3 separate regions of the Zea mays genome follow, and all the other regions are linked to region 1. The links are chromatin contacts, called in public Hi-C maps. All regions are on one chromosome and are shown on one strand. The core of a region is the stretch at or near the end of the contact, and the rest is flanking DNA. Distances in the headings are between cores, read along the strand shown.

Evidence for each region. Hi-C and Micro-C count contacts between places; a contact is called where the count stands out from the background.
Region 2: a contact with region 1 is called in a Hi-C map of ear, with 7 times the contacts expected there. The contact joins the promoter of LOC100501905 here to the enhancer-like site in region 1. A contact is called at or near these places in 4 of 25 Hi-C or Micro-C datasets (ear, leaf and tassel) and 1 of 3 datasets of contacts at active chromatin or transcription factors (leaf).
Region 3: a contact with region 1 is called in a Hi-C map of leaf, with 7 times the contacts expected there. The contact joins the promoter of LOC100284569 here to the enhancer-like site in region 1. A contact is called at or near these places in 5 of 25 Hi-C or Micro-C datasets (bundle sheath, ear, leaf and 1 more).

Annotation. Positions count from the first base shown.
Region 1 is chr3:22,960,271-22,963,941 of Zm-B73-REFERENCE-NAM-5.0, forward strand. No RefSeq gene overlaps it. Among protein-coding and RNA genes, the nearest start is that of LOC100274910, 39 kb to the right of the region's middle. Within about 2 kb of position 1,876, at least 20 of the 20 cell types and tissues checked have an H3K27ac peak or open chromatin away from gene starts, as enhancers often do. A contact at or near this core is called in bundle sheath, ear, leaf and 1 more, where this site is marked.
Region 2 is chr3:22,857,633-22,861,303 of Zm-B73-REFERENCE-NAM-5.0, forward strand. LOC100501905 (Alpha-xylosidase 1) reads right to left here and starts at 2,083. Exons shown (of 3, transcript NM_001323546.1): 1 at 1,571-2,083; 2 at 381-1,039. The coding sequence starts at 1,806.
Region 3 is chr3:23,047,534-23,051,204 of Zm-B73-REFERENCE-NAM-5.0, forward strand. It overlaps LOC100284569 (metal tolerance protein C3), which reads left to right and starts at 1,889. Exons shown (of 6, transcript NM_001157464.1): 1 at 1,889-2,149. The coding sequence starts at 2,011.

The DNA of each region.
Region 1 (3,671 bases), core at 626-3,125:
GTTGATGGCGTGGGCCGGAATCAGCAGGGTCGACGAGGTCAGAAGATCACGAGCAGTCGCGTGCGGACGCTTCCCAAAAACCTTATTCACCCTCTCCCAGTGCAGGATCTCGAGGGCGAAGGGTTCCGGAGACCTGCTCTCCTGATCGCAGATACATGTCTGCGGTCGAGATGAAGAGAACTGAAGGCGGCTCAGCTGTGAAGAGAGGCGAAAACGAAAACTGGGATGATTTGGATGCTGGCTGCCAGGCGCCTTTTATAGGGCCGAGTCCGTGACCAGATAGCTACCTTCGATCTTACGTGCCCGCGAAAATCTCGCGTTTAGTTTAGATTTTATAGCGATCGGTTAGGATTCTAAACTTAACAGCCAAGTAACCAAAAATTCAAATGGCAAAAGAAAGCCACGCCCCTGTAAGGCGAGGGGCCGGATTTGGCGAACCATTCACGCGCATGTTAACTAGCTCTACTCCACTAGAACTAGCAATATGGTGCTATTGGTTCCACCATTCCCTAGCCATACACTTATATGGGCTTTTAAGATTTTTCTGGGATTTATTTGAATTTCTCAATTGAGCCTAGCCCATAAATCCTAATTGTCCTATTTTAAAGCAAATATACAAACAACATCAAGGAAAAAATAATCAAACTTGACTACTGTAACCAAAGCTAAAGCACCCCCTAAGTCTAAATATTAGCTCTAGTAATTAATTACTGCATTGATCTTACAGATACAGGTATATATAGAACTATTCAAGGCGTGTTACAAAACGTTTCGGTGACCTCATCCACCTACCTGGCTAAGTGTAACTCCAACAATATTATCTATTTATAGAGACCCATTTCACCATTTACCTACCCAACCAAAAAAACGCAATGCTTCTTCTATTTATCTGTCATTATCTCCAGCAACATTATTACCCATCCCAACACTCACATCGATAACATATCATATTTTTTGTTTCCTCTTCTCATCCTACCAACTTAGATCCGCTTTTTCTCTCTTCTTTTACTCAAACCACACGTAATAGGTCCCCGAGAGAGAAAACCCATATATATTTAGGTTTCCTTCCCCTTGCATCTCAAATGGGTATCTCCTTTAATTTGTGTCACTCTAGCTGGAGAGGTGTAAATATCGGCAGCGATCGGTGAGTATCTATTTTAAGTTTCGGTATCTATTTAGAGGTGCCCCATTAGAGTTAGCCGAGCTGACCTCCTTGACGTCGGTTTCCATGTAGTGATGCACAAATGCCTATCGATAGTAGAATTAACGAATTCCTACTCTCATTTTGACTACTTTATTTGTCATTTGATTCATTCAGGCACTGTGATTATAGACGGTTTTCTGTTTCCTGCGTGCGCTCCCCGACTTTTTTTTTTTGATGATGCATCTTATCTTATCGGCGGCTATACGTGGCGGGGTGAGCTCGCAAATAATAGCACACGTACAGGTACAGAGTACAGACGATGCGTATGCAAATGAGATATATAGCACGAGCGGTCGCTTTCGGGGTCATCGTCATTCTATATACGGCTACACCGAACGCGTAGATCCATGCGGACGTGGTAAAACTGGTATAGGCGCGTCACCGCGGCATGGGCCCTCTCCTTCACGTTAGTAGACACGGGGCGACATGGGAGCGGCTTTGGCCGGCTGGGTTTGGTCTATTTCCCACGGGCCACGGCGCCCCTCTTCACATCGTCACATGCGATGCGAGAGCGAGAGCGAGACGAGAGGTTAACCCCTGTTGAAGGAGGAGGAGGGCCCGCCCGTATCTTTTGCTGTGGTGGATTGGGGGACCACTCACTGACAGCGCGTGCGGCCATCCGCCATAGCCGTGGCTGCGCATGCAGACGGAGCGACGGGACCGCCCTGCTGCTCTGCGACCGGACGCGCGAGCCGAGGACCGGCATTATCCTGTAGTACCTGTTGATGCCGTGCAGTGCAGTGCCGCCTGTACGGTGCAGAATCTGACGGAGTCGTGGCCATGACCCATGGCCCATGGGCGTGGTGCTGTGCTGCTTACTACACGCTACCTGTTGCTCGCCTGTACCACGCACGAGCCAAAAACGGATTCCGTTCGCTCGCAAAAGCATATATCTATCTATACGATCGATCCATGGGATAACTAAAGAAACACCTGTATGGGTCATGGGTGGCTGGGTGCACGAAAACGAACGCCTGTGCTGCGTGGCTGTCTTCCGTGCGTGCCATTCCCCAATCCCCATTTGCCCATGGCCGTGCCAGTGAAATCTCAGTAGCAGTGGAAGCAGGCCGATAGCGCAGTTGTCCTATTAGCCCACTAGCTCAGATGTTGGATCCAGCATCATCCAATAGGCCGATAGCGCTGAATGGCTAGGCCATCCAGGTCACAGCCCAACTGAGGGGAGGGCCGGCCGGGCCCATGGTAGCCGGGGACTATGTAGTAGTAGGATGCGCGGCGGGCCGTCGGAAGGCAACTTGCCCAGCCTCTTGTTTGGAAATGCCCTTACAGCACCCTGAAAAAAAAAAGAGAAGCGGGCAGCCAAGTCAAGTATCACAGCAGGTGAGCCGTGGCATGGGCGCATGGCATTCGCCCACCTGTACCGGTGGCACAATTGCTCATGCAGCAGGGGTATTTGCATCCAGTGGTCATAACGCACGCTAAGTATCATATTGGTTCATTAACTATAGTCAACACCTCGTAAACGGTAATTAAGCCGGATGGACTGGGTCGGTCGGGTAAGGGCATGTACAGTGGAGAGACACCAAAAGGGTTCTCCAAGCACAGGAGACAACTAAGAGACTCTATTGTACAATGGAGTGTCTATAAACGTAGTCTATTAATAAATACAGAATTAAATGTATTTGTATAGCATCAGATCGATAGAACAGACGACAAATTCGTACAGTGGGAAGTGAGGCGTCTGTTGTTACTTGGTTTACGAGCCAGAGGCGTCTCTTCACGGAGAGACGGCTCTAAGATTTTTTTGCAAATAACCCCCTAAAACACCTTAAGAGCCCCCACATTAAACATCACTGTACATGCCCTAAGAGGGGAAGGAGGCGAACATTGCGACTGCTCGTATTGTCCGGACTCATGCGTGCGGGCACGCTAGGCCGAGTTCAGCTCTGCGTAATAAAAGTGTCTAGGTAGCAGCCTCACGCGGCCGCGTCATGACCGAAGAGAGTGGATGGATGTTGACGTCGTATGCTTCACCGTCACGCTGCTGGTGCTGGAATAAAAGTGCCATTCATTCACCTAATTAAACGTCACTTCCTCAAAGAAAAAAAAAAGAAAGAATAGTAGTAAAGGAGCGACGGGGCAACTGAGACATGGCCTTAGTTAAATAGAATGCTGTTTGGTTCGCAGTTTTTAGACCCTCGTAACCGCTCGCACCACTATGCTCTCTCCGTTTGGGTGGATTCGTTCCTCGAAAGCACTATCCAATCTCATAAGCTACACGTCAATAAACAAACAAAGTCCGTTTCCTATTACAATGCAGTTCCTCTGAGGTTACCGTTGCCACGGCCGAACCTAGCACGCAGCTCTCTTATGTAGCTCCGACGTTAGGAGCAGCTACACCTTTTGGCTGTTCCCGGATTCCATTCCCTTTGTACGACACGAACGAGTGCGGTCTATCCGCCCTCAATCGCGGTCGCGTCGCGGACGAGACGTCGCCACGAGCGTCGAG
Region 2 (3,671 bases), core at 833-3,332, 100 kb before region 1:
ATCACTGTCTAGTGACGCCTGATACAGCAAATAAACTGCCTATGTCACCTAAGATCTACATTAGTGTGTGTCAGACTGCCAGAGAACGTTACATGTCATTAGTCAACCTGAAAGTTAGCTTGTCATAATATATATGACCAAATGGATCAAACTAATCTGGCAACAATTAAGTATCCATCCATGGGCCCATAGCATCAGATAAAAAACCAAATCTCAATCTGGCAGTTAGCTAATCATAACTTAACCAATTGATTGTGCCAATCAGGAATTTAGCAAGCCATAACTTAAGCATTTGATGTATATCCTTCTAATCTGACAATGAGTAAAGGACAGCACAAAAGGCTGAAATCGACTCTGAGTCTGAGCAAGGCAGTCCTTACCGAATGCCCAGTAAGGCATGGGCGCGGGACGGCCGATCATCGACGTGTACTGATCCACTATGGCCAACGGCGTCGGGCCCGAGAAGAAGTAGAAGTCGAGAAGACCTCCGATGACCTTGTAGGTCAGCGACGTGCCCCTGTAGAACACATCCATGCCATTGCTGTTGAGCAGCAGCACGGCGTGCGCGACGCCGCGGCCGCCCAGGCTGCGGAGGTCCATGTACACCGGGTGCGAGCCGTAGAGGTCGGTGTTGAGGTTGATGGCGGAAATGTCCGTGGTGTAGATGGTGTAGGGGTCGTTGGGCCGCAGCCGGATGCCCCCCGGCTGCGTGTTCTCGCCGAGCCCGTACAGGGCGGCGTTCTTGGGCAGCGCCGTGGACACCTCCAGGTACTGGTCCTTGAACACCAGCGCGCCGGCGCTGGTGTTGAACAGCGGCTGCCGAGTGGACCGGCGGTGCACCGCGAACCAGAACGGGTCGCGCCCATAGGTGAACACCAGCTCCTCGCCGGGGTACTCGGCGCCCGTGAAGGGGGCGCCCGTGACCTTGCCGCCGGTCACGGGTGGGGCTGGCTCCCTTGGGAGCAGGTTGTAGGGGACCTCCCACCTCTGCTTATCTGCATCTGTAATCTGCACGCGCACCCTCTCCCTGGTCTCGTGCCTGCATAGCGTCTCACCATTAGAAGATGACCTCGGATAATTTTTTTTAAGCCATCGCAAAGTTCAGGCATACTCTGAGCTCGTGATTGGAAGTCTTTAGAATACTTGAGAAATCATGGTTTGGGCCTTTGGGGTCTATGCAGGTGAACATTCAGTGTAGAAGCAGTAAAATATCGAGGTCATGGTCATGCTCTCATGCCTGGGACCGCATGCAGATGAACTAATTGTCAACCATTAAAACATGACCTTAGGGGGAAGAATAGAACACTATTGGTTGCAGTCCAATCCCAAAATGTTCTGAATAATTCCTTTTGCTCTACATCTACTAGCCGTAAATCTAGATTTGTTTGTCATGAAGAATTTAAACAATCGATTCTTGCAGCAACCAACATTCTCCTCGAAAGTACTACAGGGATGCGTTCAAGTTCAACACTTCAGACGACATCAATGAATATAGAACAACCGCGGGAAAAAAAACGAAGAACAGGAGCGCTACTGATTTGCTGATTGGCGAGGAGAAGCGAGTTCTTACTTGACAAAGAGCCTGAGGCGAGGGATGTCAGGACCATAAGTGGAGGTGCGCTGCTTCACCTGCAGGTAACCCACAAGGCCTCCCCCGTTGGGCAGCTGAACAAGGGAGACCAGCTTGTACCCGCACCCAGCCTTCGGCTTTGCTGTGGCGACCGCGCCATTGCTGCTTGCCAATGTGAGAAATAGAAGACACCACAGTAGGTAGGAGAGGATGGCCGAACGAGAAAAAGACAGCATTTCGTTTTGCCCCGTTGTTTTTTTTTTCTTTTTCTTCACTGGTTTTTGCTCCCTCGCTCACGAGCTACTCTATGGCCACTGCCCTGCAGCGTGAACTGTGAACTGTATATGAAATGCAAGACAGTGACGAGGTCACGAGGAGATGCCTAGATAGAAGGTGAGAGAGAGAGAGAGAGAGGTACTGCTGTGGTATTGAATACTACGAATTAATGGCGGGGAGTGAGCAGTGGCAGCTGAGCAGCTACGCCCTCTGAATGCATTGAGTGGCATGTCCAGGGGATACCGATGAGGCGATGATCTCCGAACCTTTTCCTCCTTTATAGGCTCCCTGCCCACTCCTTACATCAATCACTGATAAGTGGACCCAGCTGGTTTGCAGAGCATGGAATGTCAGCTTTTCTTTTGCTCAAGCCAGTCTCCAACGACCAACAAGGTCCATTAAAAGGCCAAACCCTGAAATTTAAGGACGAAGTCATGCCCAACATCAATATTTAAAGGTACTCTAAATATAAATAACGCTACTGGATATATTATGGAGTGTTTGAATACACTAAACTAATAGTTAGTTGACTAAAAATTGGTTGTGAAATTAAGTAGCTAACAAATAGTTATCTAACTATTAACTAATTAAAAAAATAGATAATAGCTAAACTATTAGCTAGAGTATTTAGATGTACCAACTAATTTTAGCCACTAATTATTAGTTCTAGTGCATTCAAACACCCTATATATAGAGTTTCTCTTTTCTCTCAAGGATCCATTATAATAATTTAAACAACGGATTTAACAAAACTAAAATTGTACAATATATTTTAGAGTATGACAATACGTAGGTGCAAAAATTAAAAGTGAAATATGTCTCTAATATATTTATGTACAGAGGAGGATATAAGACCTTGCTATAGATAAAGGAGGTATAGAGAATAAAATATTTTAGAGGACACTACAAAAAGATGGATATATATGATGAATATAGAGTACGTTGCTAGAAACAACATTAGGGGTAGCGATGAAAACGGATGGGAAAATTCCGTTTCATTCGACATTCTATTCCGTTTTGAAATGGATTGTTATGTATTAGGGGGGACAGGATGGTATAATGCGGGAACGAGAACAAAAACGGTTCAATAGTTTTCTATCTATATTTTCTGAAATCCCAATTTTACCGGGATGTTCCCGCATTTAGTGTTTTACGTGGGTTGGCTATATGGTAGGCTAGCTTGATCGGTTGTTTTTAGTTGATCAAATTTTACTTGTACTTGGCGCGCCAACTGTCATGGTTTCAGAAATTGGGGACACAGTAGAATTTGTGTTTGGTGGGGCAGGCTAGCGTCGACTCACTCCGAATGGTGAATCAAGTGACTCGAGAGGGCTTATACTGGTTCAGGCTCGCGCCCTACGTCCAGTGTACTGTTGATCATTGTATTGCTCTGGAAAACTTGTTACAAAGAGTGCAAGTGTCAGAATGAGAGTGGAGAACTCTGGCGGAATGCTTTTAGCTCTCCTCTACATGCTTGTTCGGGCGTCCCTCTTTTATAGTTCGAGAGGGAGATCTTGAAAGTCGCCTAGAGGGGGGTGGATAGGCGGAAACTGAAATTTACAAACTTAAAGCACAACTGCAAGCCGGGGTTAGCGTTAGAAATAATTCCGAGTCCGAAAGAGAGGGGAAAAATAAATCAAGAGAAAATGAAGTGGATGACACAGTGATTTGTTTTACCGAGGTTCGGTTCTTGAGAACCTAGTCCCCGTTGAGGTGGTCACAAAGACCGGGTCTCTTTCAACCCTTTCCCTCTCTCAAACGGTCACCTAGACCGAGTGAGCTTTCTCCTTAATCAAACGGGTCACTTAGACCCTACAAGGACCAC
Region 3 (3,671 bases), core at 639-3,138, 87 kb after region 1:
ATTGCAACTATATTATCCCCTAAGTCCTATTGAAGGACATGTTATTTGCTTTGCACAACTATGTATAAATTGTGGTGTAAGATAGAAAATGATAGCACCCCAACCTCATTCATTCTCGTTATTCCAGATGAACAATGAGACATATATCTTGAAGAATATGCTTGAGTTATGAAGGATAAAGACTTTGACAGATGTCATCGTCAGGGGGAGCGAATGCTTATATTGATCACAACCGTGAGACAATAAATGTCATATTCTATGCCCTGAAGGCGTGAGCTTGATGATCAATATGTGAACCTTTATAAAACTTTCTATCAAATATATAGATCTAGTCGATCGAACACCATCAGTCAAAGTGGCTTATTTATATTGATACGTGCACTTACCTCGTATATCCTAGAAGTGAGTAGAGGTAAAGTTCCTGAAATAGTCCTTGCAAGGATATGCAATCCGTTTGCTGAATCTTTATGTGCATATACTTCCAGAAGAATATGTTTTGCCTTATTGATACGATTTTGCAAGGATCAGGGGAGCACATTTCTAAAGTTAGCCCTTGTAGAAGATTCGATAGAATCTAGATCCCAAAGGATCGAAATCTGTCCCGATGACAGTTGTTGTACTCTTTTTTCCCTTGGTGAGTTTTCTTGAAGTTTCTCACATGAGGTTTTTAACGAGGCAACAAAATGCAAATGCAATTTGTATCACCATGCACTCTTTCTCCATATTTTTCCCACTGGGTTTTTCGGAGTTTTAACGAGGCATGTGTTGGTCGCGGTATTCGCCCAAGGGGGAGTGTTAAGTAACCCTAGTTAGGGTTATGTGGGCAAATACCTGCTTTGCCCCTGAGGGGTCTCACATCTCTATATAAGGAACATGTACACCCCTCATAATACATAGAATAGAAAGATGCCAGAGGCCCAACCCTACATCATGTGTCTTGTGTGCTCTCTGTCGTGCTTATGGGAAGGGAGACGGGTACTCTACAGCTTCTTACGCCTCTACTGCTGACGGGAGGGAAGGGAGCGGATCTGGTGATCCGTGGTGACGTAGTTCTCAACAGTCCCATCTCTCCGCATCAGCTCCCACTTCGGGTGTGCCGCGTCGGCCACTCCAACGTGTACCGCTCTACCGCCGTGTCGTCTTGTCAGTGTCCCCGTGCCCGCACCGCATGCAGACATGGCCTGCTACTGCTAGGCCGGAGTCTGCGACCTGACCGCGCGCCGCCGGCTGATGGAGGAGTGAGCTGACCTGACCCAAGCCCTGTCGTGACTCGACAAATTTTAAAGACTGTGCAACAAAGGTGACTCGACGGGCGCTAACGCACAAGTTTTTAAAAGCGAGGCATGCATGCACCAAATCTTTCAAGCCGTCACGACCCCCAACCGCGCCACTTCCCCCTGCCCAGCCTCTCACATCCGCGCTCGATCTCTCGGATAAAAGAAGAGAATCTATATAGTGCAAACTAACCCCTCCGTGTAAATATATATAGTGCAAACTTCTAATTTAAATCACATGATTCTGATAAGGGGGCGTGCGGGGGTGTGAGAGGGGAGATTTAAAAAAATGTGATTAGCAGTGGATAGTTACGTGTAAAATTATCAAGCCCCTGTAGCGATTAATATCATGTGACCTAAATTAGAAGTTTTATAATTGCACGGAGGAGTTGGTTTATACCAGATATGTTCAACACAAGGGTCGTGTGGAAAGCAACAACGGACGAGGCGACGTACGCGCGCGCGGCCGGCGCGCACCTCGCCGTCCCAGCCACCTGCCGTTGTGCATGCGCTCTCAATCTCTGATCTAGTCATCTGATCTGTGCGGGAGTGTGGCCGCCACCACCACGACCACCACCATAACTGCTCATCTATATATAAAACACCCCCACCACACCGTTCTCCCCCACTGTCCTGCCGCCGTCCGATCCTGTGGTTGCGCCGACTCTCTGGCCGCGCTAGTCCCCATTCCTTCATCCGACGAATCTACCCTCGATCGGATCCTCTGGCCGGCGGCATGGGCGACGACGACGACCACAATGAGGGGCTGAGGGCGGGGCCGACGGCGTCGTGGCGGCTCAACGTCAGCGACTTCCACATGCCGGAGCGGCCCAAGGAGCCGCCCTTCGTCGCCAGGGTCTTCCTCCGCAGCCACGGTACGTACGGGCACCTCCGTCCAACTCGATCCGAGATCCTGCAGAAGTGCAGATCAATCGTGTCTCTTGTTTTTTTTTCCTTTCCATTTGCTATACACATGCAACTCCGCTGCGGGTTTTGTGGTAACTGATACGACCTGATTGGCGGCGGAAACTGCTAAGAGTACTACTAGGCACGATTTTTTTTTTGCCTCTTTTTAGTGATCTTAGATTATATAGTTAACTCCAAGATAATACCACCCGAACGAAAAAGATCGCCATGGCAAACCAACCACGATGATATAACAGCAACAAACAAAAGCGGTGCTTAGTGGAGTCCCATGTGGACCCTATAATTGTATGGACCTTTTAATCATCTTTTTTTTTCGTCCTCTGCATGGCGCTGCTGCATGCTGCTTGCACACACTTATTGCAAAGTACCGAAGTGGCGATAGTTACATACTTCTAGTGTATTCAAATTGCTGTCACGAAGGCAATGGCCCGTATTGGTTTCCTCGAGCTAGCACATTTTCTGGTGAAAAAAAAACTAGCTAGCGTTTTGGTAGAAAACACGTGAATTACGAAGAACTTTGATGCTGTAATGAATGGCGTAACAGTGCACATCATACAGTAATTACAACTTAGAAAATACAGAACTGAAGTATAGAACAAAACATAGCTTCTAAAAAGAGAAAAATCAAGAAATACCAGTGCTATAATTAATGATCGAAACAAGTGCATATCATACTTTCATATTGAACTCGATCAGAAACTCATGAATTGCAGTACGTAGTATAGATCAAAACATAATTATCAAACAGACAAAAGCAAAAGAACATTGATGCTAATGAAATAATTGCAGATTGTACCATATCCGTGACTATCAGCTATAAAAAATAACCCCAACAAACATCGTTCTGCTACAGTATTAAGTGCAAGCAAAACCCTACAGTTTCAACTCACACTATATATCGTATGCATTGCAACATCGCGCGCGGCGCAGCAAATTGTAAGTATTAAATAGAAATGTAGTTGCAAAATAATAATAAAAAATAGTTCGATAGCAACCTCCATGCATGCATGTTTGCACGAATTCTGTCTCGAGAAAGTAGTCTTAATCAGAGTAGAGTAAGACTTAGAGTGAAGCGTAGTTAAAAAAAAACAGTCCAGTAACTGCATGTGCTTACGTACCCTAGTTCGTTCGTTGTTCCAGACTGGAAGGCGTTTCGGTTGAAGCCTAGCTAGTCTCGGTCTTGTCGTGGACACGGTCGAGGGCATCTATGCGGGAACGTTCCTTTTGAGCTTGACGACAATCACAAGGCGACGTCGTCGCTTGGACAAGTCCAATCGCGCTACTGCCACTCTGTTGGCATAAATAAATATATACAAACGAACGACAACAACTGTTTTGGCCTTCGTTTCAAACGAAGGAAGAAGAAGAAAGTTTTTGGCCTGCTCTGCCTGTGATGATCCACGTACGTACGTAGTACACAGCACGCCCTCTGATGATTCACGTTTCGTGCTGGTAAAAGATGCTAGGAGT